Linked DNA regions of Sus scrofa: regions 1, 2, 3 and 4 are each linked to region 5. The links are chromatin contacts, called in public HiChIP or PLAC-seq maps. All regions are on one chromosome and are shown on one strand. The core of a region is the stretch at or near the end of the contact, and the rest is flanking DNA. Distances in the headings are between cores, read along the strand shown.

Evidence for each region. HiChIP or PLAC-seq counts read pairs in DNA pulled down with a chosen protein or histone mark.
Region 1: an H3K27ac HiChIP or PLAC-seq map of alveolar macrophages shows a contact between it and region 5. The contact joins the promoter of FKRP here to the promoter of CCDC9 in region 5. A contact is called at or near these places in 1 of 5 promoter capture datasets (fetal skeletal muscle) and 2 of 2 datasets of contacts at active chromatin or transcription factors (alveolar macrophages and skeletal muscle).
Region 2: a contact with region 5 is called in an H3K27ac HiChIP or PLAC-seq map of alveolar macrophages. The contact joins the promoter of BICRA here to the promoter of CCDC9 in region 5. A contact is called at or near these places in 1 of 5 promoter capture datasets (liver), 2 of 47 Hi-C or Micro-C datasets (liver and mesenteric adipose tissue) and 1 of 2 datasets of contacts at active chromatin or transcription factors (alveolar macrophages).
Region 3: a contact with region 5 is called in an H3K27ac HiChIP or PLAC-seq map of alveolar macrophages. The contact joins the promoter of SLC1A5 here to the promoter of CCDC9 in region 5.
Region 4: an H3K27ac HiChIP or PLAC-seq map of alveolar macrophages shows a contact between it and region 5. The contact joins the promoter of NOP53 here to the promoter of CCDC9 in region 5. A contact is called at or near these places in 1 of 5 promoter capture datasets (liver), 1 of 47 Hi-C or Micro-C datasets (skeletal muscle) and 1 of 2 datasets of contacts at active chromatin or transcription factors (alveolar macrophages).

What each region holds. Positions count from the first base shown.
Region 1 is chr6:52,623,700-52,629,233 of Sscrofa11.1, reverse strand. FKRP (fukutin-related protein) reads right to left here and starts at 1,768. Exons shown (of 2, transcript XM_021094618.1): 1 at 1,716-1,768; 2 at 1-185. STRN4 (striatin-4) reads left to right here and starts at 1,324. Exons shown (of 17, transcript XM_021094615.1): 1 at 1,324-1,633. The coding sequence starts at 1,352.
Region 2 is chr6:53,336,498-53,342,108 of Sscrofa11.1, reverse strand. It overlaps BICRA (glioma tumor suppressor candidate region gene 1 protein), which reads right to left and starts at 2,943. Exons shown (of 17, transcript XM_021094645.1): 1 at 2,877-2,943.
Region 3 is chr6:52,658,961-52,664,898 of Sscrofa11.1, reverse strand. It overlaps SLC1A5 (neutral amino acid transporter B(0)), which reads left to right and starts at 3,435. Exons shown (of 8, transcript XM_003127238.5): 1 at 3,435-4,657. The coding sequence starts at 4,089.
Region 4 is chr6:53,440,172-53,446,379 of Sscrofa11.1, reverse strand. It overlaps NOP53 (glioma tumor suppressor candidate region gene 2 protein), which reads right to left and starts at 2,927. Exons shown (of 12, transcript XM_021094646.1): 1 at 2,667-2,927; 2 at 2,176-2,240. The coding sequence starts at 2,890. EHD2 (EH domain-containing protein 2) reads right to left here. Exons shown (of 6, transcript XM_003355959.4): 6 at 4,373-6,122. The coding sequence ends at 5,571.
Region 5 is chr6:53,063,635-53,069,531 of Sscrofa11.1, reverse strand. It overlaps CCDC9 (coiled-coil domain-containing protein 9), which reads right to left and starts at 4,355. Exons shown (of 15, transcript XM_021094629.1): 1 at 4,134-4,355; 2 at 2,391-2,458; 3 at 2,146-2,250; 4 at 481-582; 5 at 84-332. The coding sequence starts at 2,393.

The DNA of each region.
Region 1 (5,534 bases), core at 519-3,018, 440 kb after region 5:
ACCTCAACTGCTGCATCTGTAGAATGGGAATGTGATGGGTAGAGCAAATGAGTGATATGTAGAAAAACCTTTGGGGACAAGGGCAGTTCCCACGAGTGCTGGTGACACTGAGGGGCTGCTTACCTCCTAGGGTGCAGGCTGACGGAACTCCAAGGGGGTGGTTCCAGCCCAGCTCAGCTGCACTGCTGAAGGAAGATGAACCAGAAAACCCCAAATCAACCAACTTCACACAACAGGGCACAATTTCATCTTATGAAATCTCATAAGCTCAGGCAGGCATCACCTACCTGAAGCATCTTAGCAGTGAAAGGAAGGCTGTCATAGCAACCTATACCCATCCCTTCTTTCGTGAATGTGTCCAGAAAGGTAGGGGTAGAAGTGATAGAAGGTGTTACCATGACAACCCCTTCCCTAGACACATTACATTCTGAGAGACAATCCTAAAATGTCTTCTACCTTGGTGGGCCTGGTTCTAGGGTCATTGGAAGGCAGAGTGCCCCCATTACCATAGTACCCAGGACTTGGCTCTGCCAGTTTCTCACCTCCCTAGGGATAGCCCGCATCTTGTAACCATAACAACTACTCCTCAGCAGAGCATCTCCTCCTCTAAATAAAAACACCTGGCTGGTCCAAGGCCCTCCCACCATGGGAAAGGGGGAGATGGTTACCATGGTAATGCCAACCAGGAGGCTGGGGAGAGGGGCTGGGAAAGAGATGTTTCCCTCAGCAGTGTCCTTGGGGCCAGGCTCCTTTCTACCTGAGCGCTAGGTGAGGTTGCCATAGTAACCAAGGAGGGTAGGGGCCGAAGGACCACCGGGGACTTGGGTGACCTTAGCAACCTCCTATAGGTAGGTGCAGGGCCAGGAGAGGTGGAGCTCCAGGACCATAAAGGTGGAGGGGAAGGGAGGCTAAGGGTGTCCCCGACTGAGGAAGAGTTACCATGACAACCGCCCCGGGCCAGGAATCAGGATGGGGCCATCGGTGAAACCACCCCTGGTGGTCGCCCTTTCTCTCAAAGAGGGACGGTGATCTAGGAGAGTGGTGTTTGGGTCTGGAGAGGGCTAGAATCTTTCTTTGGGGTGAAGCCGGAGGAGGGGTACAGGAAGCGGCCCCTCCCAAAGTCCTGCGCTTCCTAAGGGGTCTGGGTCGCGTTTGCCCTCCTCCAGGCGCGCGCCCCTCCTCGCCCCTCCATGCGCGCGCCTTGGGGGTCGACCCGGGTGGGCGAGGCGCGCGCCCGACATCGTTCCCGGCACCGGCCCCCCCGGCCCCCGCCGAGCGCGCGCTCGAGGGCTGGCGCGGCCGCGCAGGCGCGCGAAGCACAGCGGGCGCGCGGGCCGGCCCCGGGGCCTCCATGATGGAGGAGCGAGCGGCCGCCGCTGCCGCCGCCGCCGCTTCCTCCAGCCGCCCACTCGGCTCCGGCGCGGGCCCGGGCCCGACGGGGGCGGCTCCGGTCTCTGCCCCCGCCCCCGGGCCCGGCCCGGCTGCCAAGGGAGGCGGCGGCGGAGGCAGCCCCGGCCCCACGGCGGGGCCGGAGCCCCTGAGCCTGCCGGGGATCCTACACTTTATCCAGCACGAGTGGGCGCGCTTCGAAGCGGAGAAGGCCCGCTGGGAGGCGGAGCGCGCCGAGTTACAGGTGAGCGCCGCGCCGAGTTACAGGTGAGCGCCGCCCAGGGACCCTCGACCCCCCCGCCCGGCCCGGCCCGGCCCGGCCTCACCCGCCGCTGCCGCCGCCGCCATCTTGGAGCAATGGCCGCCGGGACTGCCGGGGGGGGGCGGGAGGGGACCGCGACCGGCCCGCAGACGGAGTGAGGGGCCGTCCGAGGGGGGTCCTGAGGGCTCCTGGGCGGCTGGAGACGGGAGGGGGGCCCAGGGGCTGGAGGGCCCGACCGGGGCAGCCAAGAGAAAGGGCGCAGGGGACCAGAACCGGCTGGGAGTGGGAGTGGGGGTGAACGGACTGGCCGAAGGGTCCCTGAGAGAGTGGCCTCGGGGACCCGAGCGGACCCCAAGAGAACTCGGCCAAGGGTGATGAGAGGGCATGGAGGGGTCTTGTACGGGAGTGAGCAAAGAACATGCAGGGTGCTGAGGGAGTCACACTCCGTCCCCGTTGGAGGTGGAGCCCGGCGGGCCCCGGGTGGGAAGAGGGGACGTTGGGGGGACTTGGGACTCGCCGGAGTCGAGAGCAGGTCGGGGCTGGGCTCCCTTGTGAGTAGGGAGAGGAAGTCAGGGAGCTCAGGACGGGTTTGTTTCGGAGTGTTAGGACGGCGGGGACTGAAAGATGGCTCTGCCGGGACTCCGGGGAGGAGAGCGAGGTCTCGGGGGTGTCAGATGAAGGTGTGTGCCCCTTCCCTCTGAGGAGGAAACTTTGTGGAGCCTTGGCAGTGCGTCGCTACCGCCTCCCGGGAAGGGATCCCGGGGGTGGAATCATGGAGGGGGCCAGGACGTGCCCCAGGAGCCTGTGCTGGAAGAGCTTGAGAGCCGAGAAACTCTTCGGGGATGTGGGAGATGGGGGGACTCCCGCCCAGAGATGGGAGGTGTGGAAGATGTCAGGTGCAGAGCCCCGACCTGGAATGAGAGGAGGTCGGCCGTGTCCAGCGGTGGAGCTGGGGCGTGGGGTGAAGACACGAGGAATTGGCCGAATCTGGGGGTGGCGGGGAGCATTTTGTAGAGCAGGAAGGCAGCCAGAGGAAGAATCTCACAAAGATCCTGGGGTGGGGGGTAGTGTTTGTGGAAGTTTCTGGGAAAGGACTCTGGTTTGTGGAGTAGCTTGAGGGAGGGCTGTACCCCTGGGATGATGTTTGGAAGGCGCCGAGGAGCTGGGCTGGGTTTTGTGACCTTGAGAGATGTGGGTCCGTTTGCTGGGTGTCCCTAGGAGCCTGGGTATCAGAATTGTGAGGATTTTAAGGGTTCTAAGGATGTGCTGCCAGGAGTCTGAGGGGTCCTGGTCTGTGGTGTTATCAGCAGAAGTCAGCGCCTGCTTCTAGCATCTTTCCCCCTCTGATTTGCTGTTTCCTGTCTAGGAGAGGTGGGGACTGAAAGAAACACCTGGTTAGAATTTTGTCCATGGGATGAATAGAGAGAGCATCCCGCAATTCTCCCACCCCTGTAGGGATCCTGGCTCTGTGGTAGCTGAGGCTTGGTGCTGGGGGGGTTGGGTGGGAGAGAAATCCTTATGCAAGTACCCCTTGTTTTTGTGTTCCATCTCTCCTTCCAGAGCTCTTTCCCAGAGTACGTCTTTTTAGATCTTCTTAGTACCCCTTCATGTAGGCAGGGCCAGTGTCCTTGCCCTCGCTCAGCAGCTGCTATCGCAGCTGCTGTTTATTGAGCACATACTATGTGCCAGGCATTGTGTCAGGCACTTTAAATAAATCCTTGCAACCTTCTGGGAGGGTAAGTGATATTCCCCCCCTTCCCTCCCCTTTAAAGAAATCAAGCAGAAGAGGAAGTGGAGGCTTTGAGCAGGTCAGTGATTTATCTAGACTCATAGCCTGTGGGTGGCAGAGGTGGTCTGTGGGCTTTCGAGCCCATGCGTTATACTTCTCTGATGCCCAGGACAGAGGAGAAGCCTGTTCCAGGAAGTTCTGGCCTCTGCGGGAACGTCCAAGCAGTCACAGCAGACCTGGGGTTAAATCTTGGTGCTTGGTGTCTGGGACTTCACACCTGTGCAGCCTGCAGCACCCCCCAACCCACCTCCTCATCTTTGAGACAAACAAGAGAAAAGATGTGTCTGTTCCCCTCCTTAGTGGTCTTCTTGGGCTTTGGGAGAAAGTTGTGGATAGCACCCGCTTAGACGCTCCTTTGTCTAGCCTCCGGCGCCACTCACTTTGTTTTCTTTTGTTCTGTTATGTTAGCGCACATTCAAAGCGCTCAGGCATCTGTGTGCACATATTACATACATGTGAGTGAAGGGGACCCCCGTCCCTTTCCTGACCTGCTCCCTAACTCGCCTCCCCAACTGTTTTCTGTGAAAGTAGTTCAGCTCCATGTGTGTAATATATGAGATCATATCATGTGTATCATTTTGTGACCTTTTTTCCCACATAGTCATGCGTCTTGGTGTTCCTTTCATATCAGCACAGAGAGCAATACTCACTGTTTTTGAAAACTATATTCCACTGGTGTTTGTATCCCAGCTCATTTAATTGGAGCCCTCTTGATGGAATTTTAGGTTGTTTGCAGCAAATATCCTTGTATCCCCGCGTGAGTACAGCAGAAGAGACGGGTGGAGGGGGTGGAACAGGAGAAGAGGTGTGTTTATGAAGCGGGGACTGGGTCTGGCAGGTTGCCCCGCATTTACACTCGCATCAGCAGCACCTCTTTTTATACACTTTGACTTGAGCACTTATCACTTAGAGAGGTGCGACTTCTCCTGTGAGATCCTTTAAGGCCTGGACTGTATCAGATTTTTCCAGTTCTGAATACCTTTTCTCCAAATAGCTGAGTGCAGCTGCTCCTGGCACAGGACCTGTGTGCAGTCAGTGTGTGGGGAATGGCAGAAAACACAGCCTTGTGAGGTCCTGCCAGGAGGCGCCCAAGAATTCAAGCAGGGAGGCAGCATCAGCACAGGTGATAATGAGCAGGACTTTGCCCAGTGGGGGGATTCTGAGAAGGAGATGACGCAGTTTCTGCCATTCAGAAACTTCCAGGCTGATGGAAGAGACTGGTTTGTGCAGGAGGCTACAGAGACCTCTGCACGGTCACACGGTAGAGGTGTTTTTTTTTTTTTTTGTCTTTTTGCCATTTCTTGGGCCGCTCCCGCGGCATATGGAGGTTCCCAGGCTAGGGGTCAAATCAGAGCTGCAGCCACCAGCCTACGCCAGAGCCACAGCAATGTGGGATCCCAGCCGCGTCTGCAACCTACACCACAGCTCACGGCAACGCTGGATCCTTAACCCACTGAGCAAGGGCAGGGATCGAACCCTCAACCTCATGGTTCCTAGTCGGATTTGTTAACCACTGCGCCACGACGGGAACTCCCACGGTAAAGGTTTTGACTGTGTGGCTCTGTGCATGATCCGTGGCTCTTCTGGGAAGGGATGTGAGCTCTCTGAGGACAAGAGGAAGCTCAGGGTGGGGCACGTGGGTCTGAACTGGACATTTCACGTAGGGCAGCGGCAGGGAGCTGTGGCGAGTGCGCTGCCGGCAGAGATGGTATGGAGCTGGCCCCTCCCCACTTCCAGCCTCCCACGGGGCACTGAGGGATCCATGGGGACCTAGCCCTGCCAGGAGCCCCAGAGGAGTGGAGTGCAGCAGATGCAGTGGAGGGCCAGGCGGAACTGAACTGGCACGGGAAGGGGGCTGGGACAGAAAGGTTGGGATGTGGAGGCGTCGTAGCTCTTGGGCATCTCAGCCCCTCCAAAAGCTTTGTTGATGCAGCCGGGGTGGAGAGGAACAGCTGGAGGGGAGGCGGCAGCCCTGTCTCAGCGCGGTTTTGGGGGCGCATGTGTTCCAACAGTCTGGCCAGAGGGAGTGGCGGTGGGTAGAGAACTTCCAGATCCCGGCCTTACCTGCCAGCCCACCGCAGCGCTGGCAGATCC
Region 2 (5,611 bases), core at 1,694-4,193, 270 kb before region 5:
GGGCTGGAGTTCCCGCTCAGCCATGGGACACATGTCCTCTGGACTCAGTTTCCTCGTCTGTAAAATGGCACCATCGCCTGTATTACTGCCCCCCCAGCCCTTTTCCCTCAGCCCAGTCCCCCAGTCAGGGCTGAAGGGGGCCCCAGTTCCAGGAGCTGGAGGGAGAGTGTCCCCAAAGTGGACTTGGTGGCAGGCAGTCCTCACCCACCACAGGGAATTGCTCCAGGAAGGGTGCCGTTTGGCATTGGCCCTAAAGTGCCCAGCACCCAACACTCGTACTCATCCCGACGGGCGCGCCATATTCCACATGCTGAGGGAGAAATAAAAATAACACGTTTGGGGAAAACTTTGAGCCACTGCAAGGTCAGTTAGGGAAATTAAAATTATCCGCAACTGCAGACAGGAGACCCAGGACCGGTGAGCAAATGACCTGCCTGAGGGGACAGAGTCGGACCGGGAGTGTGAGCCCAGGCCAAGGGGAGAATGAATGGGCAGGGGAGGGTCACGCCGGAGGCCACGGGGCAGAGTGGTGAAGGTCCCCAACAGCTCGGCTTCCCTCCCAGCAGGGCTGAGGAGGTCCCAGCTCAGGTGGAGGAAGAGGAGAATGACAGTGGGGCCAATTACCGAGGACCCCCCAAGCCCCACCCGGCGAGGCCTGGGGCCCCCCTTCTCCTGACTCGCACACCTCCAACCCTCAGCTCTCACAGGCAAACAAGCGCTCTGCTCCGGCCACAGGTGAAGGCATCCTGGCCCCCTCCTAGCTTCCCCACACTCCCGACCCCTTCCCCAAACCAGCACTCAAGGGGAAAAACAATTCAGCGGCTCCTTCCTGCCATCATTTACATCTGACACCCAACTGATGCCAAAGGGACAAAGTGCCAAAGAGGGGTGTGGGAGAACCTAACAGTTCCGAGCTGTGTCCGAAAAACGTGAGCCGATTACACATCAGGGCTGTGTGACCCTAGGCCAGTCACTTCGCCTCTCTGAGCCTCCATGAGCCTGTCTGCAAAATGGGAGTAACGTAACTGACCCTACTTCCTCCTGGGGCTGTGGTTGGTGCAGGCACTAGCAGTAGCCTCTCTCTAACAACCTCTGGGGTGTGATTTCCCGCTTCTAGGGGTGGGCAAGGCTGGGGGAGGGCGGGGTAAGTAAGTACAGGGCTTCAGTCCCACTGGACACTGACACGTGGGAAGGGGGTGGTTCCTGAGCTGTCCACCTCCCCTGTTCTCCCACAGCCCCCCCACCCCCCAGGTCAAAGACACCTCACCTCAGGTGAGGGGACAGGTTGCAAACACAGAGAATTTATCAGCAATCTCAGGCCTGGAGTCCAGGGTGTTTCTAAAAACTGTTGCCCTGACGAGTAGCGGCTGGGAAAGGAGGCGTGCGGAAAAGCAAACACTCAAAAACATCCCCCGACTGTGCCACTATAGGAGGGGCTGTGTGACAAAAGGGGCTGCCGCTCCGGGCAGAAGGCTGGGCACGAGCTGCGGCCCACAGTCTGGGAACATCAGAGGGCTGGGACCTGTCACCCCAGCCTCCCGGGGAGAGCTGACACAGCGGCCTCTGACCCCACCTCCCCGGGAAGTTCAGCTGCTCAGAACCACAAAGCAAAACAAAGGGGTGCGGAGATAGGAAGGAGCCGCGCTGCCTTCCAGCCACCGCTGCCTCCCGGGCCCTCCCGCGGCTCCTCGCCCGGGTGGCCGCTGGCCGCGGACCAAGGCCCGGGCAGCCCCTGGTCCCTTGTCTCCCCGAGGCCGCCGGGTGACAGGAGCCGGAGAAGCAGCCGAGGGGCGGCCAGGGATGGGAAAACCAGATGGCTCCATCCCTCCTCCCTCCTCCTCCATCCTTCCCTCCGGGTGCCCGCGGCCTGGCCGCCCTCCGCAGGGGCCCGGGGAGGCCTCGGGCCCGGCTCGTCCGGGCTCACCCCAGGGAAAGGGTTGCCTTTGTCTAAAGGTCACCACCCGAGCGCGGTGCCCGGGCTGGGCCTGGTGCCTCCCATTCCCGGGCCGAGGGGGAGGAGATGGGGGGCCACCCCAAATCTCGGGAGGTGACAGGGGTAAGGCTCCACTCCCTCCTCCCCCCACCCCCCGCAACGGCCCCCTCCGGGACCAGCCAGCTAGCGGGGGGGGGGGTCAACTCCTTTCACTGCTGGGGGGTGGGGGACCAAGTCAACTCCTTTCATTGTTTAGGGGCGGTGGGGAGGGGGAGACCCAGTGGCCTCCTTCCGCATCCATCCCTTCCCAGCCTGCCGGAGGCCCCGTTTCTTCCCGGCACCCCCAGGAGGGATGAGAGGAGGGGGCGCAGGGGACGGGCGAGAGGGGGAGATGAAGGCTCGCCGGCTCCGACAGGGAAGCCACCATCCGCTGCCCCATTGCCCTCCTCTTTCCCGAAAGGCGAGGAGCAGGGCGAGGGGAGGAGGCCCCCGGGCCGGGGGAGGGGGGGTCTCCCCGCCCCTCCCCCCGTGGAACGTTAGGTCTCGTTTTTCCGCCGCTCCATTGTATCCCCGGCAGCCGGCGGGAGGGCCGGGGAGGCACCGGGCGCCGGGTTTGGGCAGAGGAACCCGGGGTGGGGGGTGGGGGTCCCCGCAGGATCGGGGCGGCGGTGATGGTGGGAGAGACGCGAGGAGTCGGGGGGGGGGCTACCGGGGGTGGTGGGCGCCGAGCAAAAAAAGAGGCAGCGGGCGCTGCGCCCCGGTTGGGGGGCTGAGTGTGTGAGTGTCGGGGGGTGGGTTCGGCCCCGGCTCCGGCTCCCCCCACACACACCCTCGCCGCCAACCCCCACTCCCCCCTCGCTTTTGCGCCCTGTCACAGCCCCGACTCGCAGGTAGAGAGAGTTAAGAGATTTAAAGAGAAATTGCTACATTGTGAGAAACTCACCCTGATGTTTGAGCAGCCGTCGGCGCGGGGTCTCCGAGACGGCCCCGCACGGGCTGCAAAGGGAGGACCCAGAAGGGGCCGACCGGCCGGGCCGGTCAGCGCACTGCCTGATCGCATGGCGGCCGCCCGGCAGCCTCCGCCAGGCCCCTGCCGCCGCCCCGCGCCGCGGCCCGGGCGCCCCGGACCCGCGCCCGCTCCGGGCAGGACCCCTCGGGTTTGCAAAAAAAAAAAAAAAAATTTTTTTTTTAATTAAATGCAAAAGAAAAAAAAAAAACCTTGCAGGTTTTGTGTCCCGCCCCCCCTCTCCTCCTCCTCCTCCTCCTCCTCCCTCCGCCCTCGCCGGGGGACGAGCTTGGAGGAGGCCCCGCCCCGCGACTCGGCAAACCAGCTACCGCTCTGGGCGCGGAGCGGCGGGCCCGCCAGCGAATGGGAGGCTGCGGACGCCCCGGGAGGGTGACCTCCGCACCGGCACCGCCCCCTCCCTCGCTCAAGTCCCGGGGGTTCGGGGCGCGTCTTCCCAGGCTCCGTTGGAGCCTCCCGACTACATCGAGCGATGTTCTGGACTAGGGGGGAAGGCTAAACGGATTCGCACTCCCGGATCCCGGGCGACCGGCCCGGCTGGGGAGGGGGCTCCGTGCGCCCCGGCCGCGCCCCGACGCTGGGGACGGTCGCCGGGTAGGAGAACGCGTCCAAGGGGAGCGCCGAAGGTTCGAAAAGGTAGCGGGAGTCGTGGATGGAGAAGGGAGGCCCCGCAGGTGGAATCTCGAAGGAGCCGGGAGTCGGAGCCAAAAAGCTGGAAGGCTGGGGAGCGGGGGCGGTGCTTTGGGGACACAGGCCTGGACCCCAAACGCGGCTCGCTCACTCACCTCTGTCGGTTCTCTGAGCTGCCGCGGCCTGGAGGCGGGCGCCGGGGAAGCGGATCCGACCTCTCTTAGAACCTCTCCTCGAGGTCTCTCGGGCCGCGCAGATGGGATTCCCAGAAGCCCCGGGACGCCTCGGTGGTGTTGGGTCTGCTTCCGCCCCGCCGGGCCGAGAACGCCTTGCGGGCGTGACACTCAGATGGGCGCGTTTCTTCGGCGAACGCATGCTGAGCGCCTACTGTGTGCCCTGCGCCGGGCTCGGAGCCCAACGAGGACCCAGATAGCTACGAGCTACCCTCCCCAAGCGCTCAGGCCGAGGCGGCTTATATTCTGGTCGCTTAATACCTTCAGTTTCCCCGGTTCCCTGAAAAGCTAGGCGCATACCCCACGAAGCTGCTCAATACATGTGTGTTGAATAAATAAGTGATTGAGAGCTATGTGTTTTTAAGCTTTAGATCTGATCCTAGTTTCTCGGCGGCACTACTGTTATTTACGAGACCACGGAGGTAAAGGGCCCTGACTCAAACCCGGGAGCTCCTGGTTCCCATCCTGCCACTTGTTTACTGTGTGACCTTGGGCAAATGACTTCACCTCTCCGCTCCTCCATTTCCAAGAAGAAATCAATACTAGGTCTCACTTAGAGGGTTAGTAGGAGAAAATGACTTCTCTCGGAGAGCGGAACCTGACAGGAAGCGCCAGATAAGTGCAGACCGTTATTATTATTGATTATTATATAAAAAGGGAACCTGATCAACTCCAGAACTTAACACACGCATTGCTCCAAACAGAAAACAGTGGTCAATCTATGACTAACGTGGTGGTCATCCGCCACCCACTGAGATAGGGGACCCTTAGGGAACAGCCATATACACAGACATTATTTTGGAGCAGCTTTATTATTTGTTGGCTAAGATTGACACTCAGTTACACAGCTTGAATCCTGTCTCGATGGCTTTTTTCCAGTCTTCACCAGGAAGAGACCCTCAGTCACCTCTATCTAGAGACCTTTAGTTAGTCCCATCTTACGGGCGTAGAAAACTAAACTGGCCCAAAGAGGGAAAGTGTTTTGCCCAAGCTCCCACAAGCAGGAAGTGAGACCTGATCTGAGCCAGGTGCCACTCCTGGCTCTCAGAGCTGCTGACCCTGGGGAACCTCAGAACTTGGGAACTGACTGGGGTTCCAAGTTAGCAGATTTGAGGCGCTGCAGGGGATGACTGTCCAAGTTCACTCATCCAGGAAGTATTGTTGATGAGTATCTAGTGTGGGTGGGGAATATAGTGTCACCCTGGTTCCTGCCCCATCGATACCCCTACCCCACCCCCACCCCCAGCCACTGTCTATTAGGGGATACAGACAATGAGAAAATAAGCAAATAGGTCTCTTAGCCTGTTTCCCTGGCCCTCAGTGGCAGGTTCCAGGCTTCCAGTGGCATTACGCCTGCTACACATACCCCCCAAAATAGTGTACCCAGCACTTAGTGCTCAAGAAAGGTATGCTAGGAGTTCCTCTTGTGGCTCAGTGGTAACAAACACAACTAATATCCCTGGCCTCATTCAGTGGGATAAGGATCCAGAGTTGCCATGAGCTAAATTGTAGGTTGCAGATGTTCAGATCCCATTGTGGCTGTGGCTGTGGCTGTGGTGTAGGCCAGCAGCTGCAGTTCTGATTTGCCCCCTAGCCTGGGAGCCTAGGAACTTACATATGCCGTGGGTTCAGCCCTAAAAAGCAAAAAAAAAAAAAAGAAAGAAAAGTTCTGCTAAACAATGAGATAATGCCCACACAAACAGGCATTCTCCATCTCTTAGGAAGATGGTCTGAAGACCAGGAGGCTTGTATTGTGCCTGGGTGTGAAAGAAGCCCCCAATCTGGCCATGG
Region 3 (5,938 bases), core at 2,186-4,685, 400 kb after region 5:
GACAAGGGTCGTCGGGGATGCAGAGACACCTGAGTTTGAATCCCCTACCCAAGTAAGGCTCAGGCCACAGGAACCCTCACTACGCCATCAGCTTCTAAGTCACTAAAATAGGAGAGCGCTCAGGGATTAGTGGAGATAAGATATCATCAAACAGGGCTGAACGCCTCTCCTGCTGCCTCAAAGCTTTGCACCTGCTCTTCCCTTTCACTAGAATATTCTTCCCGTATTGTCCCAAGGCGTTCCTCTTCCTCCTCCTCCTCCTCCTCCACCTTTTAGGGCCGCACCTGCGGCCTATGGAAGTTCAAGGCTAGGGGGCAAATCGGAGCTGCAGCTGCCAGCCTACATCACAGCCACAGCAACGCTGGATCCTTAGCCCACTGAGCAAGGCCAGGGATCCAGCCCACATCCTCATGGGTACTAGTCGGGTTTGTTACTCCTGAGCCCCAAGGCAAAGTCCTATACACTCTCAAATCCACACGGGAGGATTTCTTTGGTGGCCTAGCAAGTTAAGGATCCATTGTTATTACTGCTGTGGCTCAGGTCACTGCTGTGGTGGGGGTTCTATCCCTGGTCTGGGAACGTCCAAATACCAACAAAATATATATATGTATATATATTTGCACTGTCTCTAGGACATATGGGGAAACTGAGGCTCAGCTGCTAAGTGGTGGGGCCAGGATTCGAACAAATGTCCGTGTGGCTTCAGTGCCCTTGCCCTCGGTGTCTAGCATAGAACCAAGCACGTGGGAGTTTAACATGCATTTGTTAAATGCAGATGATTTCATATGAGGAGGGTGGGATGGGGGCCAGGGACTTTCTGAAGCAGGTGGCATTGCAGCTGGGAAGATTTGGGAAGACAGAGTGTCTGAGAGACACAAGGAGGAGGTTCTCAAGGCCACTTGTGCCTGGGGGGCCAGTTCTTCAGATCCTGGGCATATTCTCAGCTCAGTTTGGCCCTAATGCCTCAGATCCTGCAGGATGTCATCACAAGCTCGCAAAAGTCCTTCCCACGCAGGCTTAGGTAGGGCCCATGGTGACCCAGGGACCAGGAGGACTAGCTAACCACCAGGGCCCAGAAGCAGCTGGAACTGGTCAGGGGCCCAAATACTATTCTTCAATAATAATGACAGCAGTTCCCTTCATGGCTCAGTGGTCAACGGACTGGACTAGGATCTATGAGGATGCGGGTTCGATCCTTGGCCTTACTCCGTGGGTTAAGGATCTGGCATTGTCGTAAGCTGTGGTGTAGGTCACAGACACGCCTCGGATCTGGTGCTGCTGTGGCTGTGGCGTAGGCTGGCGGCTACAGCTCCGATTCGACCCCTCCCCTGGGAACCATATGCCACAGATGTGGCCCTAAAAAGCAAAGCGAAACAAAACAAATACAACGCCCCCCCCACCCCCCAAAAAAACTTGTGCCAAAGCAGCAACCCAAGCCGTGGCAGTGACAGGCCTCATTCTAACCTGTTGCATCACCAGAGAAGTCTGATATGGTGACTCTTCCCATTTTACAGATTTGGAACCAGGCACATAGAAGTGGTAACTTGCTTGAGGCCCCATGGCTGCTTCAGTAGGAAGCTCCTGAGAGGATCACTTTATCTTTAGTCTCTGAGCAAGTGTGAACACCTGATATTTTATCAGATAGCTGGCTGGGTGGGGAAGGAATTAGGATTTCAATAGGAGGCAGGGAGGCACAGGGACTCACAACTGGTTCTCTTTAAGGTTAGAGCCTGGAGAGGCAGGCTTTCAACACCTAGCCTCCCCAGGTGTGGCCTCAAGGCCAGTGAATTGCCCTCACCATAAGCCCCAGTTTTGCCCATCTGGAGAATGGGTATAGTGGTGGATCCAACCTCACTAAGCAATTATGAAGATTCCAATGAAATCAGGCATATGCATTTGTCACAAGGCAGCAAATGTCACTTACAGTTTGTGCATTTTGTGGGGAAAAAAAAGGACTACATACAAATACTGAACTCTGATTAATAAATGGGGACTTGGAGTTCCCATCCTGGTGCAGCAGAAATGAATCCGACTAGGAACCATGAGGCTGAGGGTTTGATCCCTGGCCTCGCTCAGTGGGTTAAGGATCTGGCGTTGCCGTGAGCTGTGGTTCAGGTCACCGACGCAGCTTGGATCTGTCTGGCGTTGCTGTGGCTGTTGCGTAGCTGGCAGCTGTAGCTCCAATTAGACCCCTAGCCCGGGAACCTCCACATGCTTTAGAGGCGACGCTAAAAAGACAAAAGAAAAAAAAGAAAAGAAAAAAAAGTATGGTGAAATAGTTGCAGCCTTTGGGTAGTGGGTATATGGATGTTTACTGTAAAATTCTTTAATTTTTTTGGCTTGAAATTTTTCATAATAAAAACGGGGACATATTTGGTGAAAGTAAAAGTATTAACAGTTGTTAAACTGAATTTTTATTATTTGATTTTATATTTTATTTTAATGGCCGCACCTGCATCATATGGACGTTCCCAGGCTAGGGGTCAAATCAGAGCTGCAGGCCTATGCCACAGTCACGGCAACACCAGATCCCAGCCACATCTGCGAGCTAACGTTTCAGGGTGACTCCTTAACCCACTGAGCCACATAGGGAACTCCTTGAATTACAATTTTAATGGATAAATTGCAAATTGCATACCTAGACAGAAGTGGATTACAATCCTAGTAAAGCCATAATTGAACGTGTGGGGCTCTGAACCGAGAAACTTTATTTTTCAAATTATTAGCACTGTTGTTTTTTTGTCTTTTTGCCATTTCTTGGGCTGCTCCGGGGGCACATGGGAGGTTCCCAGGCTAGGGGTCTAATTGTTGCTGTAACCACCAGTCTATGCCAGGGTCACAGCAACGCAGGATCCGAGCCACGTCTGCGACCTACACCACAGCTCACGGCAACGCCGGATCGTTAACCCACTGAGCAAGGCCAGGGATCGAACCCGCAACCTCATGGTTCCTAGTCGTTAACCACTGCGCCACGACGGGAAGTCCCTCAAATTATTAGCACTGTTAAATAAATCACTCCATCTCATTTAAATCTTACACCAATTAAGTGAGGGATCTGCATTTTACATTAGAGGAATTGACATTGTGAGAAGGGGCAAAAGACCGGAATGACGCCCTTAGGAGGCTAAATTGATCTGCAGATGAGCCGCCCCGCGGATAATCGGCACTTTGTACAAACAACTCACGCCAGGAACTTTGGTAGTTTAAACGCCCCAACCCAATACCCGATCCTTTGGCGGGAAAAAGCCTCCTCCCAACGCCCCGCCCCCTCGAACCCGGTCCCGGGTCCCGCGCCCCTATTGTTATTCTGCCTTCTATCTGGGGTGGCTGGGCCCTACTCAGGCCTAAGCCCCGCCCTGGAGGGCTCTGAACATGCCTCAGCCAATCGGCTCGCCCCGTGGGTGGGTCCCGGCTCTAACAAGCCTGGTCCGGGTTCTTAATTCTGGCAGCTTCCGCCGAGCGGGCTGAAAGCCACGCGGCAAGCCGGGGAGGTCTGGTCTCAGCTAACAGCTGTTCCCTCCCGGGATTCTGGACCGCTGCCTTAGCGACCCAGGGGCCGAGCTCTGACCCCTCGGACCCAAAAGCCTGGCCCCCACTTCTTCCTGGAGCTCTGTCTTCCAGCCCCCGGGCTCAAGCTCCCCAGCCCTCGGTTTCCAGGACCCAGGCACCCCAGTTTCCCGCCTCCCGGATCCACGCGTCCGAGATCTGCGCCACCCGGACCTAGCCTCTTGAAGACGGTCGTCGTCTGGAGCTTTTCGGAGCCAAGGACCCTAGGTCGCTGGTTGAGAAACTCTTTCTTCCCAACCCTCAGGACCAGAAACCCCAGGGGCTCGCTCCCACTTCCCAGCTTTCGAGCGCCAGACGCAAACGAAGAGCGGAGGAGCCCCAGCGCCCAGCCTAGGGCATCTCAAACACTCACGCTTCCGAGAGCCAAGAACTTCAGCGCCGTGAACTCGCAGCTCCAAGGAACCTTCCAAAGTTCCAGCCTCCAGGCTCTGTTAACTCCGTTCTAAGGAACGTCAGCGTCTTGGAAAGGAGCCCCAAGTGCTCCCAGCTTCCAGGCGTTAAGGAACCCCGGGGCGTCCGTCATGGTGGCCGAGACGCCCAAGGCCGACCCCAAGGCGTTCGCGGCGGCGGAGCCCACCGCCAACGGGGTCTCGGCCTTGATCCCCATAGAAGATTCGGACGCGGGAAAAGACGGCTGCTGCGGTTCCCGGGACCAGGTGCGCCGCTGCCTTCGCGCCAACTTGTTGGTGCTCCTGACCGTGGTGGCAGTGGTGGCGGGCGTGGCGCTGGGGCTAGGGGTGTCGGGGGCCGGCGGCGCACTAGCGCTGGGCCCCGCGCGCCTGGCGGCCTTCGCCTTCCCGGGCGAGATGCTCCTGCGCCTGCTAAAGATGATCATCTTGCCGCTGGTGGTGTGCAGTCTCATCGGCGGCGCCGCCAGCCTGGACCCGAGCTCGCTCGGCCGCCTGGGCGCCTGGGCGCTGCTCTTTTTCCTGGTCACCACACTGCTCGCGTCGGCGCTCGGCGTGGGCTTGGCGCTCGCGGTGCAGCCGGGCGCCGCCTTCGCCGCCATCAACGCCTCGGTCGGGGCCCCCGGCTCGGTGGAAAAGGCCCCCAGCAAGGAGGTGCTCGATTCGTTCCTGGATCTTGTGAGGTCAGACCCTGCCCTGCCCACCCGGTGGAGGGGTGGGGGGGAAGGGGGCGCTTCGGGCATGTGGAAAGGGGCCGTGTGCTGGGGTTGATGGGAGTGGCCACTCGGACAGGACGGGGGTTTGGGGTCCTCTGGGGCCAGGACAGCCCCAGGGCCCCGGGAAAACGGGATGGAGTAATTGGAGAAGTTCCGGCCCCTCGTAGGGTATAGAGGGCTTGGGTATGCAAGCGGGCCCCACAGGAAGGGGATAGGCATGGAAGCCGTCTAGAGGGAGAAGGAGTGACCCTGGGGGGATTGAGGGGACATAAGAGGGTCTTTTCTGTGGGGAGAGGATCCCGAGGGGATCTTGGAAGGGGATCTTTGGCTGGCCAATAACGATTCAAGTCCAGGGTCTGGGTACAAGTTTTGGGAGCCTTGAGTAAGAGGTCCCTGGAGAACCTGAGGACATCAGAGTGACCTCTTCCCAGTCCCAGGCTTCCCCATACCACGTGTCACCTAGACAAAGCCAGGTCCTTGTCTCAGCCTCTCTTCCCCACCCAGTTCAGCTGGCCTGGACCCTGGCTTCCCCTTTATATGTTCCCGGTATGTCGAGCCACTTCTGCAAACTTTCCAGCCCATTTCCTACTCTGTCTGATCTTCCCCTCGCACTAGTCTGCCCGGAAAGGGGGCCTGATTCTTTTCCTTCTGGCTTCAGCTCTCCGCCCCTCAAAACTTCCCCACTTTTAAGGAAGGCAGACTGCTGAGTCCACATGGCCTTGCCTTTGAGGTCTGCTGATTCAGTGTTTCCAGGTTGGTTGGGGACTTCCTGGAAGTGGGGCGAGGAAGTGATGAGTCACGGAACTGGGTTCCCCCAGCCTCTAGAGGCATCAACGCAGGCAGAGAGGGGAGACTCTGCGGAGGCGTAATATCCAGAAGTTACAGAGTGTAGGTAACCTCCTGGCCGGCGGAGATTAGCTAGGTCCTGACCCAGCCCTGGCTAGCCTGGGTGGATACAGGCCGACTAGCAGGCCGGCACACCCACTCGAAGGCTGTTTATGTGTGCAAGCTTTTTTTCCCCTTTTGCCAGAATCGATGTAACTCACTTGGCCAGACACTTGGTGACTTAGCTGGAACATCTCAGAGCCACACACAACACACAACTCTCTTTTTTTTTTTTTTGGCTGAGCCTGCGGCCTGCAGAAATTCCCGGGCCAGGGATTGAACCCACGCCACAGCTGTAACCAGAGCCACAGCTGTGACAATGCCAGATCCTTACCCCCTGTGCCACAAGGGGACACCCCACAC
Region 4 (6,208 bases), core at 1,678-4,177, 380 kb before region 5:
GACCTGCAGGCCCCGGGCCGACCCCATTTCCCACGGGAGGAAAGAGGCCTGCGAGGTGCCCAAGCTGCAACGCTCCCTCCACACCCACTTCCTGGGTCAGGGAGCCAGACCCACAGCCCCATGGACAAGGGGCTGCCAGGGGCAGCAGGGAAATGACCACAGAGCCACGAATGCTCACCAGGAGCAAGCAGGTGGTCGGGTGACACGGGAGGCCCGGGGACCTGGACACGGGACCCAAGACCCGATTCTCAGCACAACAGCGCTTTCTGCCTTGACTTCTAAGCCCAAGACTGAAAAGATCTCGAGGACAAAACCCACCTCCTTCCCGCTGTCATGGGACCTCGTGAAAGTGACCTGGCTGCTCTGCGCCTCCAAAATGAGACCGTCTGATTCCTCCTTCACAGGGTCGGGGGGAGATGTAATCACGGCCGACCGCCGTCTGAACCACACGGGGCACGTGCTTACGAGCGGGTTTCTTTCCAGAGGAAGCGCTACCTCACTGCCCGGTCCTCGGGGGTTGAATTCCGTTATGTGGAACCGTGGATACAGGGAGGGGGCTCTTAAAAATTACCCCCGGATTTCTGACTGTGTGGAGGCTCTGCTCCCCCAACCCCTGCACTGTTCAAGGGTCCTCACTGCATCTCAGGAGCCCCAGTACTGGGATCCCCTGCGAAACCGCACTTCACTGCCATCCTCCCTTTCTGTTTTCTTTTCTTTTTACACCCAAAGCAAAATCTGTAACTACTTCCCACCTGTTCGCCAGGGCAGGTACCTGCTGCCATGCCCGCTGTTCACCAAGCAGATCTACTTACGTTGGTGAAAGTTGACTTCTTTCATTAACCCTTTCTTACCGGCTCATGCCAAGATTCCTGTTCCTCAGAGATCCCCTCATTTTCCTTAGACTGGACCCCTTGACCGATCTCATTCATGTTCAGAAGGATATTCTGGAGTTCTCGTTGTGGCTCAGCGGAAACGAATCTAACATCCAGGACGCAGGTTCGATCCCCGGCCTCGCTCAGTGGGTTAAGGATCCGGCATTGCCGTGAGCTGTGGTGTGGGCCGCAGACCTCACATAAGCCAGCAGCTACAGCTCTAATGCGACCCCTAGCCTGGGAACCTCCATGTGCCACAGGTGTGGCCCTAAAAAGAAAGGAAAAGAAAGAAAGAAAGGTTATCCTGCTGTTATAGCAGCCTGACTTTTGCTCATGAAAGCAGATGGACCTCTTAGCTTTTCTACCCCCTCCTTAAAGCAGATGGCTTACTCTGTCTGTTTTTCTAGACATTGACAATAAACCCTGCCACTCACCAAAACAAACCCTAACATGCTTCTCCTCCACTAGTGTCTGCATGTCCCCACGCTGCATCTTGGCAGATTAAAGCAAGCATGTTAAAACGAGTTTCATACCTTCTCTATCAACTTGATACTTCTGCTCTATTTTATTTTTTTTTTTAGGGCCACACCCATGCATATGGAAGTTCCCAGGCAAGGGGTCAAATTGGAGCTACACTGCCGGCCTACACCACAGCCACAGCCACGCCAGATCTGAGCCACACCTGTGACATACACCACAGCTCATGTCAATGACGGATCCTTAACCCACCGAGCAGGGCCAGGGATCGAACGTACGTCCTCAGCGATGCTAGTCAGATTCATTACTGATGAGCCACCATGGGCACTCCCTTCTGTTCTCTTTAAAGCATACCTCACTAACCAAAACGGGCCTGATTTCTCACCCCCCAGCCTTGACTTGCTTTTCTGCAAATTAACCTCCTAATTTATGTCTTATTTACTCATCGGCGCACACTGCTGCTGGCTTCTCTGGCCACTGAGATCTCCAAAACCTCAAAAAGAAAATGAGTTCTTGAAGGTAGTTGCTAACTTGCGTTTTTTTGGCCACATCTGCAACATGCGGAAGTTCGTAGGCCAGGGATCAAACCCACACCACAGCCATGACCTGCGCCCCAACAGTGACAAAGCCAGATCCATAACCTGCTAGGCCGCCAGGGAACTCCTCTAGCTTGCTTTCTGTTCATTCCAGGCCTTCTAGTCTACAGTAAAGACCCTTTTCAGCAGCTGTTTGTCACCCAAGCCACATCATTAACACAGATTCTTTCACAAGTTGAGATGAACTAGATAACGACTAATCGTGACCACACGATGCCACCCTTCCTCACCTTTATTCTTGGAGCCAGTGTCCACGAAGAAGAGTTTTTCATCCGGGGCCTCTGATATCAAGCCACTGGGAAATGCAAACGCAGAATATCAGCCACAGAAGTTGGGAGGAAGCAAACTGCTGCAGAAGGTGCAGATTTAACCCCTCAGGGCCCAGCTATCCCATTATGCTCATTCGGACACGCTCTTCCCCCATGAGACCCCTCCAGGTCAGGGCCCCATCCCTCCACTTTGCGGAACTTAATACTTAAAACGCGCTAAGCTTGGGTGGGGGCGAGGGGCACAGTAATACTAGAATGTATTCGTTGTTTACCTAGGTTCTAATTTAACTGGGAGTCTTCTAACCGGTAAACCTATCACGTCCCCATCCCCGCCACTTCCCAGCGCTGCCGGGACCCGCGCTTCCTGACCCCCGGAAGTCCCCCCAGCAGCTCGGCCTCGCACCCCGCCACCCAGAACCAGGCTCAGCTCCCGGAAGTCCCGCCCCACGCACCCGCTCGTGCGCTCCTGCAGCCGCACGTCCTCCAGGAACTGGTCGACCTCCAGTCCCAGCGGCTCCTGAGCGAGCCGCCGCCACCCCCGCTTCTTATTTCTTGGGCCTCGCCGCCGCCGCCTCAAGGCTGGGTCCACCGAAGTGGGCCGCAGCCCCAGGAAGCCAGAGTCGGCCTCGCTTTTTGAGCAGCGCGCACCGCCAGCGGCACTACTTCCCGCCGCCATCTTGTTAAAGGAAGCACTTGGCCGCCAGCACCCTGAAAGTCGACTTCGCGCATGCGCGCGCCGGCCCCCCGCCCTCTCCCATGACCTCCTTCCGGTGGCCGCCATCTTGGTAAGGTGGCTGGAGCCGCAGAGGGGCGTGGAGGCCGCCCTTCTTCCTCTGTTATTCGGGTCAGATCCAGGTTGTAAGTTTGGGGCTCTAGCTCTCAGCGACGCACCTCTCCCGGCCGCCCAGGGATACTTTTAAAATCTGAGTATTATTTTTAATTTTTTTATTTCAAAACAATCTAGTTTTCTTAAGAAAAGTTAGAACCATGACAGATTTGGCACAAGACACGTTCCAGTCTCAAAATGCGTCTTTCCACGTTCCAACCCTAAGAATCTTGGAAATCCGAGAGCTTTTTGAATGTCAAGGTTGGGAACACAGAAGGTTACATGCGAGGAATGTTAGAAACTCTAGAAGCGCAGGCTCCGAATGAGTCTTTTCTAAGCTACGGAGCAGTGCTTCATTTGCTTCATCTGTGAAATGGGGGCGGTAATGGTACATCTGCCTCATAGGTTATTCTGGAGCTAAAACAGGGTAATACATACAAAGCCCTTAAGGTTGTGCGTGGCATCTCATTGTTAGCTATTGTTACTGCCTCACTCCCTGAGATTTCATCTTACAATCAATTTTTGCTGTTTACAAATAAGGAAGGAAGCTCAGGGGCCCTGGCAACCATCCATAGGGATCGAGAGCCTCCTAAAGGCCGTTCTCCACTCGAGAAGGAAAAAGGTACAGAGCGGGAAGGCGCCACGCAGCGCAACTCCGCATCGGGAAGGTGATAGGCCCGGATTGTGGCCCTTGGAGACCTGATCACCTACCACCTGGGACCGGGATTGCAGTCGCCACCAGCCAGCCTTGCTGCAGGGTGTCCGCCAGGGGGCGCCGGGAGCTGCGCCACCGCGCGAGCGTGGGCGGGAAGGGCGCGAGGCCAGCGTGTCCCGGGGCGCCGTGGGTGTGGCCCTGGGTGTGAGTCGGCGGACCGCGAGCGGGGTCCGCTGCAGAGCGGAGGCCAGAGCCCCCGGGCGTGAGCGAGCGCACACTTGGCGGTCCTGTTGGGCAGCGTCCCCTCCTCCCCTCCGAGTGCCCGTTGGTCCCCAGTGTTACGTGTCAAGAGCTGTGTACCTAGGTTGGGTGGACGAGGGCGGGGGCGCGCGCGCGCGGGCGCCCCAGGGCTTGGTTCCCAGGCCCCCGCGGCAGGAGGTAGAAGGGAGGGATGTCCCGGAGGGAGGGCCCCAGAGAAACTTTTCTTTGGAAAATATGTCGGTCTGGCCCCCAGCCCGGGCCTGAGTCATCAGGCTCCCGCCGCATTGAGTCATGGCCTCCACCCCGGAGAGCCTGGAGGGGAGCCCCCCTGAGGTCCTGCCCTGGGCTCTCCTTCCCAGGGGGTTGCAGGGAGAGCGATCCCGCCCCCCAGCCCATCCCAAGACAGCCCGACTCCCTCAGGGAAAGAAGCCTTGGCTTTATTTGCACTGTGGGAACCGTTCCTATTATGCTCACAGGCCCTTCCCAGGCATGAGGTGAGGGGTGATGGGAGCGGGAATCCCAGCCAGCACCCTGGAGGGGCATGGGCCCCATCTATGTTGCTCTTCTCCATCTTTTCCGTGGGGTCCCCCACCAAGGTCAAGCACTAATATGTGGTGAAGGCAGGAAAATGCGTGTGTAGGGGGGTGAGGGTGCCCTGTAGGGGAGGGGGGGCTGTAGCACCAAGAGCCCCTCCCCCCACGACGTCCCTGAAAAGGAGTCTAAAAATAACGTCCTGGGGCCTTAGTTTCTGGCAGGGACTCCACTTAAATATGGCCTGATGGTGGCTCGGGAGGCTGTCTAAAATTCGCAGTCTAAAATTCGGACCACCAGCTGTGGGGAGCCTGAGGGGTCGGGGGAGCAGGCTGGGCTTTCAATCCAGGGCAGGTGAGCAGAGACAGAAGTCGGGGGGGCAGGGAGGAGCAGGAAGGGTGGGAGGACCGGGCTTTCCCCTTATTAAAGAAAGGGGTGCGACCTGAACTGGGGCAAGGGGCTAAGAGGGGTGCAGCTGAGGAAGTAGGAGGTTGCGTCTCCCCTCTGAGCCCCCAGTGGTCCCGAGGCCAGGATGGAGTGGAGGGTCCTTGCCTGGCAGGGCAAGAAGGAGCCAGGGGTGGGAGGTGGGGGGAGGCCTGTCTCTTAGTCATTTCAACCAAGTGGCCGCTCACTTGTGGGGAGAGGGGATCAGAATCAGGGATCAGACTGGTTAGGGCTGGTGTGTGTGTGTGTGTCTTTGAGTGACTCTGCAGGCGCTCTCTCCTGAGAAAGCGGGCTCCACGAGGGCTCTCTGCTGTAATCCCCAGTGTAGGAAGGAGCCCTGAACATATGAACAGAGTAGATGCTCAATAAATATTTGAATGAATGATGCATGGACGGATGCCTGCGTGTGTGTGTGCGTGTGTGTTCGTGTCCGAGTGTGCCAGGTGTATGTGAGCACAGAGGTGTGAAGGGTGGGCAGAGAAACCTAGCCCCTCCCATGGTGCCCCCTGTCTGGCGGCGGAGGGCAGAGGGACGCCCCTCCTTACAGCTGGGGGAGTGGGCAGGCGGGGTGCGCGTGCGCCAGGGTGGGGAGCCACAGCAGGGCGAGTGGGAGGGAGGGCTGGCAGGCAGGCGGCCGGCTCACTCGGCCGAGCCCTTGTGGCGCCGCTTGGAGGGCGGCACCAGGCGGCGGGGCAGGTTGGTGGGCAGCCCGTGGCCCTCGAGCTTGGCCTCGATGAGGTGGCTGGCCAGCGCGAACTCCTCGTCGTCCAGCATGCCGTCTCGGTCGACGTCGCTCAGCTTCCAGATGCGGCCCAGCACAGAGTTGGGCAGCTTGGTGCCCACCATCCAGGTCTTGGCCTTGGTGCCACTCAGCTTGCCATCAGCCGGCGCCAGGTTATAAAAGATCTCGTCGTATTTGGACTTGTCCTTGGTCACCACCCACTCGGCCTCGTCATCCGAGCCCTCCTCGCCGTCCTCCAGGGCCTCATCGGGCCCCCGCTCCACGAAGGGGCCCATGTGGGTGCCCTCGAAGGCACCCCCCTGCACGCCCACCTCCGTGCTCTCCAGCTCCTCCTGCCGGAGCAGGGGCATGAGCTTGGCGATGTCGTGTGTCAGCATCTCATCCAGCGCCTCCAGCAGTTTCGGCTTTAGCGAGTGGAACTTGGTGAAGTCGTGAGCCATCAGCAGCTCCTGGGGGCAGGGAGACACGGAGAGGTCAGGGGGCACCGTCCCTTGGCCCCCCAGCCCCGCACTGGCTCCAGGACCCCGGGCAGCTC
Region 5 (5,897 bases), core at 3,106-5,605:
GGAGAAAATCTCCTCGAGGGCAGAACAGAGAGAGACATGGCGGCACAGAGCCTCTGGGCCTCCAGTTCCTGCCCGGCTCCTACCTTGGATTTGCGGTCGGCAGTCGAGGCATCTCCAGCTCCAGCAAGACGCGGGGATCCCCTACCCCGACCCCTCCGGCCTCGGCCCCCAGCTCCTCCTCGAAGCTGCTCCCCAGGACTGTCTTCCCAGCTGCGGGAGGCCCGGCCCATGCCTGCGCGGCCTCCCTGCTGTGGGGGGATCCGGCCTCCCTTGCTGGCCCCAGGGGGCCGAGGGGTCCCAGGAGACCTCCGGGAGGGACCCAGGGTCTTTTCCTGGAAAGGGCGCGGATAGAAAAGGACAGTCGCTGGGGTGGCTGCCAGGATCGAGGCCCCCAGGGGTCTGGGCAGCAGGGAAGGCCCTGAGGTCTCAACCCTCGCCCTTCCCTGTCCTCTTGAGTCCCCACCTCGGCCTGGCGCTCACCGTTCCCACTGCCACATTCTCCTTCTCCACCGAGCGGCCCTTCCGCGGCGCTGTCACCGCCACTCCCTCGAGTTCAGCTTTTTTACGGTCCTCCTCGATCTCCTGGAAGTGAACACCAGAGAAAGGGAGTGTCAGGGGTTCTGTGTGTACTGGCTGGACGCCCACGGCCCCCTGAACCTCTCCCAAGTCTGCCCGGGCCCAGGCCTCTCTCCTGCACACTCGACAACAAGCCTGGTTACTTTAGCAACTCCCCTCGGACTGCATCAGGCTGTTCCTCTGTTCAGAAACCTGCTGTGGGGTCCATCTCTGAGCCAGAGCCAAGGCTTCCCCACAGCCTGTAGGGCCCTATGGGGTCGGGTGCCCTTACCCCCTGCTGTCATCTCCCACTCTAACCCCTCGTTCACTCTGCCCCCCTCACTGTTCTGGGAACACACCAGGATCAAGTCTGCCTCAGGGCCTTTGCACCTGCTGTTCCTGCTACTAGAAGCACTCTTCTCCCAGAGATCTTCCAGCCCCTCACCTCACTCAGGGCTCTGCTCCACCATTTGCTCACCCCTCCCCTTTCCCCATTCACTACCTGGCATTCGGTGTGTTTGGCTTATGGTCTGCCTCCCCTCTGCGACAGAAGCTGCCAAGGGACAGGGATATCTGTCTGTTTGGCTCACTGATGTACCCCCTAAGCCTCGAACACTGCCTGGCACACAACAGGCTCAATATGCTTTTGTTGTTGTTGTTGTGAATGAATGAATGCATGACGAACGAATAAATGAAACCCACTCCTCATCCCATCTCAGGGACAGCTCTACCACCCACTCTGACACCTGGGACAGGGACCTGGGCCTCACCCTGGACCCTTGCTCCTCCCACCTCCCACTACTGCCCGTCAGTCATGAGTCCCTCCTGACAGCCCTGTCGCAGGTGTGGCACCTCCTCTCTACAAGTCCCGCAGGAGTCACTGCCCCACCTTCCTCCTGGTCTCCCCCACTCCCACCCACCACCACACAGCAGCCAGAGGGATCTTCCTAAAAAACTATTCTGACTTGGCCCCACTCCCAAAGTCCTGCAGGGCTCCCTAGTGTCCTCAGGGGACAAACTCTTAGCTTGGTGGTGTTTGGGGCCCTGCATGGCCAGGCCCCAGCTGACCCTCTCCAAGTCAATATCCCCCAAGTGACCCCCCAACTTGATGCTCCAACAAGTTTTTGCACAAAGTGTCCCCTCTGATTGAAACAGGCTCTGCTCTCCTCTTCAACTGGCTCACGTCTACTCACCCTTGAGGTCTCAGAATCTCCTCCAAGAAGCCCTCCCAGAATCCCCCAGAATGGGTGAAGAGCCCTCTCTGAGCTCCCACAGAACCCTGAACTCCAGCCCTGCCCACCGTGGTTCCATCACTGACTGAAGCCAAGTCTGTGCCCCTGGAAGGTCAAGCTCAGGACCATCTCCATCACTGCTGTTTCCCCACCACCACTTAGCACAGGGCCTGGAGCAGTGAAGACACTGTGAAGGAATGAATGAACGATGGAATGAAACACAGAATCCCAGGCTAAGGCTTTTGGCTTTTATCCTGAGAGTGATGAGTCATGAAAAGGTTTTGCGGAAGGGAGAAGTGAGGGAAACTCACTGCGGGGAGGAGAGGGGATGGGGTCTCCCAGGGCGGGGCTAGGGCACCTGGTAGCGCCGGATGAGGGCCTCATTCTTCCGCCGAAGAGCCTCGATCCTCTTGTCCAGCTCAGCATCCTTCTCCTCCTTCGATTTCAGATCCAGTGTGGCTGACTGAGAGGGGTAGACAGTTGGGGAAAAAACCTATATCCACCCCAGTGCCATTCAATCCGGTGTTGGGAGAGTCTGAGTCCCCTCCTCCCAAGCCCCCTACCCCATAGCTCAGATCCCAGAGACCACGCCTTCCTTCTCACCATTCTGCTGGTTGAGTGGAGCCAGGGTCCCAGCAAACTTCCCCTGCAGAAAACGCCACTGGGGGTTCCTGAGAGCAGAGGGAACAGGACTAGGCGGATGGCTCTACCCAAGCTGCTTCCTCCTCTCCCAGCCTGGGCTCCTCCGCGCGCACGCACACACACGCACGCGCACACACACACACACACACACACACACACACACACTCACTCCAAGGGAAAGCTAGCCCTCCCTCCCACCATCTCTTCCGGAAGTGCTAGCCCGCCCCTTACCTGGAAAACTTTAGCCCCTGCCCCCTCCCATGGTTTTGGGCCCACCTACTTTCCACGTAAACAACGTAGTCACACCCACCTTGGGAAAGTTTTGACCACGCCCCCATTACTTAGGGAAACATCCGACACTGCTCTCTTCCAAACGAAAATTCTAGTTCAGTCTCCACACCCCTATGCTGGGAGTTTTACCTCGGGTCTCCATCCCAAGAGAGCTTTAGGTAACGAGCCTCTCCCCCGACCTGCACAAGAAAGTTCTAGGCCCAACTCCCTGTGCCCGTTCTGGTGCCGCTCACATCCCCGTTAACAGTCTAGATCTGGCTCTTTCCAAGGAGTTTCAGAACCGTCTCATAACCCCACACTCAAAGAGTCTGAACCGCACTCCTTATTCGCTGCCCCCAGCATCCCAAGAAAGGTGCCCCTGCTTCCCCGCACCCCTATAAAGATTCCCCAAACAGACCCAGTACTCACTGGCGAGGCTTCCTGGGCCTGATGCGACCTCCCTAGAGAATACTGTACCCGCCTCTACACGGTCAAAACTTTCTGGCCCGCCTGCGGCTTTCCAGGGAAAAAGCTCCGTTCTCCAGCCGGTCGGAACGCCACCGGCCCACCCCGGGCAAAGCCAAAACTTTCCGACCCCGCCCGCACGCTCGCGTCAAGAAGCTGTCGCCCCTCAACCCGGCTTCGGATTTTCCCAGCCAACACTCTGGCCCCGCCCCCTAGATCCCCAGGCTGCAACCTAAGCCCGCCCCCTCCTTCTCGCGTTATTACACCAGGCCCGCCTCCAGCTCACGAGTCAACATTTGTGGTCCCTACACGATTTGCCCGGCCAACCTCCTGGCCACGCCCCGGACTCTGCACCCGCCTCGTCGCGCCAATATTTGGCCCCGCCCCCGGCGCGCCCCAAGGCAAGGTTCGAGCTCCACGGCGAGCTTCACCACATTGTGGGGAAGCTCCTGGCGCCTGCAAAACTTTCCGGCTCCACCCTCATCATTCCTAGCCAGTACCTGGCCCCGCCCACAGCTCCCCCGCTTCTTTTTGGCCCTGCCCTCACCGTCGCATCAGCCTCTGGATCCACCCCTGACTTCCAGGACCCACTTTCAGGACAGGAAAAACTTTCTGGCTCCGCCCCCAGCGTTTTCCGCCGGGAGTCCCGGCCCCGCCCGCACCGCTGGCTTCCATTGGCCCCGCCCCCAGCCCCGGCACAACTTTTGGGCCCCGCCCTCAGCTGCCCACCTACACTCCGGACCCGCCCGCAGACTGGCCCACCCCAGCCCTGCCCACCCGCCGACGTTCCGCCCAGCCAGCACCCACCCCTAGCCTCCCTTGTGGGCGTCCAGTCCCCGCCCCCCGCAGAGTATCTGACCCCGCCCCCGCGGGCTGCTCGCTACCCCGCCTGCGCTCGCGCCAGCTCCCCCACGTGGGCATCAGGCCCCGCCCTCTCCGGGCGCGCTCCCGGCCCCCTCCTAGGGTCACCTGTCCCGGAGACCCCGCGGCGTCCGCTACTCCGGCTCCGTCGGCCTCCGCGTCGGCAGCTCCCGGGCCCCGCGCGTCACTTCCGGCCCGCACCACGTGAAGAGGGGAACTAACGAGGGTCACTTCCGGTTGTTCTGGCTCGTTTCCGGGAGCCTTAAAGGCGCCGCTCGCGTCTGGGTAGAGGCGCAAAGTGAGATAAGCGGGTCGACAAGGGTGTTCCGGAAGCTTGCTGTACTGCCTTCTGCCTGAACGACCACCTTCCAGGGGGAGGAGACAGCGTCTTCTCTCTCTGGCCTCTACCTGCTTCCTGTTTCTCCCCTTTCCTGGTTCCAGTAAATCGGCGCCCTGCCCTGGGCAATGATAACCTGGAATCCTGACTTACCAGCTTGTGCAGGGGGTGGATGCTCCCCCACCCTTCTGCTAATGAAACCTTAGAATTAGTTGTAGAGACAAAATTTTCAACCGAAAGAATCCTTCCTTCACCCTCTAAATCAGCGTTGAGGGTGTCCCTAGTGGCCTAGCAGGTTAAGGATCTGGTGGTGTCGGTGCTGTACTTCAGGTTCTATCCCTGGCCTCAGAACTTCCGCGTGGCGGGGACACAGCAAAAAATCAGTCAGCACTGAGTGCCAGGCTCTGTGCTGGGAGGATGGGGAATTGGGCGTGAGGGGGCGTGTCAAAATGATGAACAAGGCAGACCCCATCCCTGTCCTCTTGAGGGAAGACGTAAGTATATGTGAAATAACAGAAAACAAAAATGTGTGAGATGGCTTGCAAGAGGGACGGGAAGAGAGGCTGAGGGTGAGGGGGCTAGGCGCCCAGGCAGAGGACACACAGCCTGTGCTAAGGTCCTGTGATGAGTGAGCTTGGTGCATTCTAGGAATTGCAGAAGCTCAGAGAAAGATCTGCTGGATTGCCTAGAGTCCAGAGGGTAACATGCATTAACCAAAACAAACATAATTAACATGTTATTACAAGTGATAATAAATGTGACAGTGGAGTTCATGTCGTGGCTCAGCGGAAATGAATCCAACTAGGAACCATGAGGTTTTGGGTTCGATCCCTGGCCTCACTCAGTGGGTTAAGGATCCGGCGTTGCCGTGAGCTGTGGTGTAGGTCGCAGATGCAGCTCAGATCCTGCGTTGCTGTGGCTGTGGCGTAGGCCGGTGGCAACAGCTCTGATTAGACCCCTAGCCTGGGAACCTCTATATGTAGTGGGTGCGGCCCTAGAAAAGAACAACAACAACAAAAAGTGATGGGACACCCTTACAGGGGATGACATAAGTGGGAGGCTGGATTCCCTGAGGTGGCCAGTAATTTCATTTTGTGATTTAAATCGTGGAAAAGGGAAGTACCTGGCAATCACCTGCCACTTACATAGTTATTGGGAACAGCCTTTCAGAGACCTTCTCCACGCATATAACTTAATTCTCTTAAAATTCCCCCAAATACCTGCCAAATTCACTATATCATTTTTAGCTCTTTATTCAAATGTCACCTCCTCTTAGGGGCCTTCCTTAAAACCACCCATTTGAAAATTACATACTTCTCATCCTTTTTCCTCTTCCAATTTTTTTTTTTTTCTCTTTCTGCCTTTTCTAGGGCCTCTCCTGCGGCATATGGAGGTTCCCAGGCTGGGGTCTAATTGGAGCTTAGCCGCCAGCCTACACCAGAGCCACAGCAACGCAGGATCCGAGCCGCGTCTGCAACCTACACCACAGCTCACGGCAACGCCGGATCGTTAACCCACTGAGCAAGGCCAGGGAT